2 separate regions of the Rattus norvegicus genome follow, and region 1 is linked to region 2. The links are chromatin contacts, called in public Hi-C maps. All regions are on one chromosome and are shown on one strand. The core of a region is the stretch at or near the end of the contact, and the rest is flanking DNA. Distances in the headings are between cores, read along the strand shown.

The links. Hi-C and Micro-C count contacts between places; a contact is called where the count stands out from the background.
Region 1: a Hi-C map of frontal cortex shows a contact between it and region 2, with 2.6 times the contacts expected there. The contact joins two enhancer-like sites. A contact is called at or near these places in 3 of 12 Hi-C or Micro-C datasets (the A7r5 cell line, Schwann cells and frontal cortex) and 1 of 1 datasets of contacts at active chromatin or transcription factors (oligodendrocytes).

What each region holds. Positions count from the first base shown.
Region 1 is chr1:53,505,723-53,509,358 of GRCr8, forward strand. No RefSeq gene overlaps it. Among named protein-coding and RNA genes, the nearest start is that of Pabpc6, 85 kb to the right of the region's middle. Within about 2 kb of position 1,714, at least 9 of the 93 cell types and tissues checked have an H3K27ac peak or open chromatin away from gene starts, as enhancers often do.
Region 2 is chr1:53,067,836-53,071,160 of GRCr8, forward strand. No RefSeq gene overlaps it. Among named protein-coding and RNA genes, the nearest start is that of Qki, 130 kb to the left of the region's middle. Within about 2 kb of position 1,981, at least 26 of the 93 cell types and tissues checked have an H3K27ac peak or open chromatin away from gene starts, as enhancers often do.

The DNA of each region.
Region 1 (3,636 bases), core at 464-2,963, 440 kb after region 2:
ATAAAATAGATCTTTATAAAAAGGTTTTATGTTGTGTTTTATGTTTGTTCCTGCTATGTGTCAATCATCTTGAAAGTGTATTTTAAGTATGCACCTACTATATGTCAATCACTTTGAAGAGCAAAATAGTTAAAAATCAAGAAATCATTTGACCTGCCTGGGAGAAGGTCATGACCCAAGGCAAGAGACATATGTGTTGACAGATAGCTTCTACAGAGCACAGGCTAGTATCAGCTGTGTGTGAAGGATGAGCATCCACTCCAAAGCTTTAGTACCACTTGGCACACATAGGACTTCCCTGGAATATAATTGTGACATCTTACCATTGAGACACTCTTGGGAATTTACATACCTTCAGGGTTCTAAAAATATCCTTCTACTTTATCTTGAATTTTTCACTTTTAACTGAGGAAGCATGTATTGGGTACTGTAGATGTAGCAAGCATGGTACCAGCTGCTTGGAACCAAATGAAGAATTGATTTCCTTTTAATCAAGCTCTACCCTTGCAGAGGAGATGAACACTAACAGCGGGTTCAACAGTGGTTGACTCTTACAATACAGACCTAGCGGGGAACAGGAGGGAGAGCTGTGCAGACTGTGGGTGTGAAGATCCTGTAGGAGACCCAGAACTGAAAAACTAAAATAAAGGTTGGAGGCATACCCCTTGCCTAACATGTACAAGGCCAAGAGTTGAATCCCCAGCCCTTCATAAAGTAGAAGAGCAGAAATAAGAACTGAAAGTGGTGCGTTCCTTTAGTGTTAAAGTATCTCCAATATTCTGTAGCTACTTAAACTTAGTCACTCCCGGTGGTTTGAGACCTTGGTGTAAGCTGTTCTTAATCCTAACAGTGATTCTATGAGGTGTAGGTATCATCTCACATTGCATATGAGGAAGCCAATGCATAGGTTAAAATGGGACAACTGGTAAACCAAGATGCCTCTATCTATGGCGTTTTCCTTCACTCCACTAATACAACTCTAGTGGGGGACATTTGGAGAGATGAAGGCAGAAGGGAGTGAGGAAGTGGAGGGGTGGAGGAGCTTGCAGACCAGATCTCCAATGACAAGAGGGGCAGGGGACCAAGGGGCTTATTCAAAGACTGTCATTCTAAACCTCATTTATGGATGCAAAGGGGATTTCCCCCTGCCGGGTCCTGTCTGATTCAAGATATGCAGTTACCAGCATGAGGACTTGGAGGATGGTGTCTATCAAAGGCATGGGTGTTGTGAGTCTTCCCTCCCAGAACACGAGGCATGCCAGAGCCAGTTTCTCTAAATAACAGGGAACAGTGGGAACTGTGTGGAATCTGAGACTATGAATGTAGCAGAGTAGCTGTGACAGTGTGTCGTCCTGTCAGTGAAACCCAGCTGCACAAACACAGACATGGCAAGACTGTTCAAATAGTCACATGTGTGAAACAGTCTTAAAGGTGGTGACAGTGTTTATATGGAGAATGGCCAGGGGAGGGAGGTCATTCGGTGTTAACTCATAGCCACAGGCACTCAGTCTTGTCCTGTTAGCTAGCTTCCATAGAAACAGGAGGGGCTGGATATTATGGACCAGGAAACTGCAAGGTTAAATGTAATCAGAAATCAGCTCCTGCTTGATCAGGAGACTGAAGGTGACAGTGACTGGGAGCCAGTCTGGATGAAAGAAAGGCAAGCAGGGGCCTGAGATCTAACCCCATGAACTAAAGGGCCACCATCATGGAGAAGAAAGATTCCAGCCCCACTTGGAGCTCCAGAGGTCAGAACTGGCTTCTCGGGGAGAAATGAAGAAGGGCTTTCACTTGGTAACAGGGAAGAATGTTTTAGCAATTAAAGCTGCCCAGTGACCGAATGGGCTGCCTCAGACAGTTGGAATGGGAACCATGACCTACTTTGAGAAAATTTAATTACCAGGGAATGCTCAAGTGCTCAGCTCATTTCCGTTTCCTTCTCAAGAAGTTAAAAGTAACGTTGAGCCGTGTTTACCAATATTTGATCTTGTGACAGTGTCTTTCTTAGATTGTGTGATTGGTTTGGATGCTACAGCTTAAGAAATCTTTAAAGCATAAGCATGGGGATCTTTGGTAGACTTAGGTGTGATGGTCTAGTGGACAGATACCAATGTTTATTTGTTAAGAAAAACATGGGGTCACTGATACAAGCTACTATTTTTCGAGGAAAGTTGACATGGAGATCGAAAAAGGCCAAGCATGGTGGCAATACATTTGTAAACCTAGCACTACGAGCCTGAGGTAGGGGAGTAGGAGCCAAACACTAGTCATGGCTATGTAGTGAGATTAAGGTGAGTCTGGGCTACAGAGAGGCTGTTTTAAAGCCAAATCAACAGAAACATAGAAATGCTTCTGACCTCATACATCTCTCCCTGTTCTACTGTTGTAACTGATTGCCCGTTTCTATTCTAGATGTTCATTTTCTTCAGGATGGTAATTCTGTCCATCTCCTGTAACACACCGAACCACACTCACCATTCAGTTAAATTACTGTTTAAATAGTAGAATGAAAAAAGTTTGTTAAATGTATCCAAGCAGAATGTAAGCAAACTGATATAATAAAGGAATAAGAAAATGTTTCCTGAGGCTGTAATGGATTTGCATACTAGCATATAGTTTAGTTTTAGTGCAGGGTGTTTTTCCACAGTCAACTTACATCCCTGTGGCTTGTAATAGCAGATGCTACAGAGTGTGCAGGCTGTGACCTTGGTCATACAGATGTGGAATTGTGGTTCTCCGAAAGAACTGGGAGGGCAAAGCAGCCTTGTCAGATAGTGTGGGATTAGGGAGAGGTGGGGCACCTCAGCTTGGTGAGCTGTGATCTTGGACACTGCCATGTTCTCAAGGGTACTAGGAAACAGTGTCCATTCTGAAGAATGAGAAATGCCTGAAGCCTGGTGTGGTGGTAATTCCAGCATTTGGGTGGCAGAGGCTGGAGGATCATGAATGGGATGCTAGACTGTGCTAGGTAAGGAGATAGCATTTCGCTAAAGTATTGTTATTTGTGTGTAGTGAGAGCTCAGTTTGGAGAAAGCAGAGGAGATTGCAATGTACAGGAATATGTGCTCAGAACAAGGACGTGCACGTGCTGTCTGTTCTAATCTAGAAGAGCTCATTGAGCATCAGGCCATGGGCCAATCTCTCTTGCTGGCTCCTTCCCACCATAGCCATTCCAAGCATCCAGGATATCCCAGGATGCTAGTGTCAGAAAGCCATCTCAAAGCTATCAGTTCCTCTTGTCTGAGGAAAAAAAGCAAAGAATCAGAGGATTCTGTGCTGGTTAGTTTAACTGTCAACTTCTTACAACTTAGAAATACCTAGGAAGACCTCATACCAATATTATCCAAACTATTCCACAAAATTGAAACAGATGGATCACTACCGAATACCTTCTACGAAGCCACAATTACTCTTATACCTAAACCACACAAAGACACAACAAAGAAAGAGAACTTCAGACCAATTTCCCTTATGAATATCGACGCAAAAATACTCAACAAAATTCTGGCAAACCGAATCCAAGAGCACATCAAAACAATCATCCACCATGACCAAGTAGGCTTCATCCCAGGCATGCAGGGATGGTTTAATATACGGAAAACCATCAACGTGATCCATTATATAAACAAACTGAAA
Region 2 (3,325 bases), core at 731-3,230:
CTGTCTAAGTTTTGAGATAGGATCTCTCACTGAACCCAGGATTAGTTGACTAAGTTGGTTGGCCAGTGAACTCAGGGGAGCTACCTGTCCTCCGCTCCTTAGTGCTAGGGTAACAATTAAGTACCATTGTGCCTGACTTTTTATGTGGTTGCTGGGGACCCACATAACTCAGTTAAGTCAGGTGCTCTTGCTTGATTGTCCAGATTCTACTGATTTTCACAGCCTCCTGTTCTCTTACTGCATCTTGTCACTCCTTGCTCACAGCTAGCTTTTGGAACACAATGGCTGGCCATTGCCAGCAAGCACATGGGCTGCTCTTTTTCATGTTCTCTTCAAGTGTCTTAGATTTTAAATGGTGTTGAGTGAAACTCTAATCTCTACCTTGGTTCTAAAACACCATGAAGAGAACTTCATTTTGAAATCTAACTAGCAGAATGGTCTTTTAAAAAATGAACATTCCAGAAAATTTTGGAGTTGTGAGAGTGTCTTTCATCCATTATAAATCTGAAACCCAGTATCCAATGAGGTTTCTTGTTGACATGAAACATTTATTTCTAGACTGAATACTGTCTTCAGACAGTAACAAGTGTTTCCTCTGTCTTAAACAATGACAACTAACTCTAGAAGCTCTGTGGATAACCTGACCCAACTTTTTTTCGTGGCCCACCTTGGAAGCAGAGGTGATCTTATTGTACTAGCTGGTTTTGTGTGTCAACTTGACACAAGCTGGAGTTATCACAGAGAAAGGAGCCTCCCTTGAGGAAATTCTTCCATGAGATCCAGCTGTAAGGCATGTTCTCAGTTAGTGACCAAGGTTGGGGTGGTGTTGTCCCTGGGCTGGTAGTCTTGGGTTCTATAAGAAAGCAAGCTGAGCAAGCCAAGGGAAGTAAGCCAGTAACATCCCTCCATGGCCTCTGCATCAGCTCCTGCTTCCTGACCTGCTTGAGTTCCAGTCCTGACTTCCTTTGGTGATGAACAGCAATGTGGAAGTGTAAGCTGAATAAACCCTTTCCTCCTCAACTTGCTTCTTGGTCAGTCATGATGTCTGTGCAGGAATAGGAACCCTGACTAAGACTCTTACGAACACATGCATGCCACCTAGAGCTATGAAGAGGCTCAGAAAGCTTTCCCTGAATATGCAGCACAATGGCACAAATATGTCTTGAGGTACCAAGGTACATTGGAAGTCATAGTAGTCAGACTGATTGGCTCAAAGACAGCAGCCACACGGGTTCTTTTTTTCTGACTTATAGGACACAGGGCCAAACAAACCACGATTTGCCAGATCTGCTAAGTTGAGGTTATTTTGTGCTCATGTAGAGGTAGGAGGGAGGAAGAAAATATGTCCCCAAGGATGGCCTCCATGTTATGGTCCAAGTTATCTAGATTTTGTCACAGTTACTATGTCTCATGCTTCTACCAAAAGAAAAGTCATCAGCAGAACAAAAGAAAACGGAGTTGATCACTTAATAGTTTAACTTAATAGTTGTTTTCTGGCTGGAAAAAAAGAAGCTCTAGAGTAAGAATTTACCTAACAAATATTAGCAGTTATAAAAATGTTCTGTTTAAGTCCCAGTAGTTACCACATTCCCCAAAGGATACAAATGTGTCAGGCAAACAGGTCCTGCAGCTTCCGTGTGTCCAGTCGTACAGTCAGTGGCTACACAGGTCAGGCTTCAGGAGACAAAGTTTGACACACTTCAGGAGAGGACGCCTATGGCGATGTTAACAAAGGCCCGTGCCTCTTGTTGGAAGGGAGTTAAAGAAAAATGTTCCTATTGACATGATTTCTTTTTGTCCAATTTTTAGGTTTGGGGGTTTAGGTTTGTTGGAGGTGCAGAATATTAGGGTGGACCCCAGAGGGTCTCCTTCCCACTGCTCAGTTCCATCTCTGCCTGGCAGAATGAGGACAGAGCACGGAAGCAAATTAGCATGACCATGATTCTCTTCTGTTCTGTGCTGAGCCTATGCTGTGCCTTGTGGGACAGCTGTCAGAACAATAGCCTTTAGTTCTTTTTTGAGACTCTGGGCTCCTCTGACGGTGTTGTGGAAGCTTTGTATTTCCTCTCCAGGAAAACACATACATACCCAGACAGGGTTAGAGGGGAAGAATTGTAACACATTTTAACATTGCGTTGGGGAGGGGGAAAAAAACCCTCTGAATCTCATATGCCTTTCTAGAACTTGGATGCAAACTGATGTAGGCACTAAGATGTATATAAATTGTGGTCATCCATTTTCTATTTGCTATCACTAAATAAAGTACCTTGGGTACTTTTAAAGTGTATCTGGCTCATGACTCTGGATGCTGAAGTCAAAGGCTGGGTGTCTATTCTGGTGAGGACCTCATAATGTATCCTAAAAGTGAAAAACAAAACAAAAACCCAGAAGAGCAGTGAGATATGGGGCACCAGACACTCGGGGCTGTCTGGACTTGGGGCTGCCTGCTCTCAGCCGAGCAAGCCCAGCCTCTTACAACCTCATCAGCTCCAAAGGTCCCTTTCCAAGGATCACCACAGTGGCAGCACATTTCCACGTGGCTGTGGGAAAGGACAGAGCATACAAAACTATAGCACCACCAGGTCACCCAACTTGTATTGATTTCTGTCACCCTTGTTTGGGGTCGTCCCGTTCTTTTCCCTTGCGGTGTCTCTTACAGTGTTTCTTCTAGCGACACTTCCTATGTGTGGGGACCCTTATCTGCAGATGTCTGGAGGTATCCGAATAATAAATCAAGTGGTCGTGAGTTCATATCCATCTTCCCCTACCTTTTGAAGACATCAGTGTTCTGCCTTTGGCAAGCATAAATTCTGTTGCTTTAGTTGGCCAAATGCTGTCCTTCATCATCAACAAGATTTCCTTCTCCCATTAGTAACCTCTGTGAGATGGAATAGCCTCCAACATGCTCTTCCCGGCCTTTTGGGACTTTTTCATGTTTGCGTGGGTGGACATGTTTCACTTGTCCTGAAGAGTAAGTGACGTGACTTCTCTCACAGCTCCTTCAACATAGGCAGGCTGTTCTGGCCTTCAGTGACTCTCTCTAAGAGCTGTGCAGCATTGACCTCAGTGTGGACTCTGATATCGTGGAGGGTCCTTTGGTTCTGAGTACAGCTGTGCATTTAAATGCACATATGGAATACATGACCTCTCCTTTCATAGTGTTTGAGGAAGGGTGGCGTGAGGTTGAGCAGATGCTCTCATTATGATCTTAATTGACCATGAGACCTCAGTCAGCGACGCGGCAGGTTAGAGTCTGTCCCTAACCTGTGGGCTTCTAGGCTGCTTACATACTACAGTGCTGGAGACCTCTGAAAGAAGAACATTA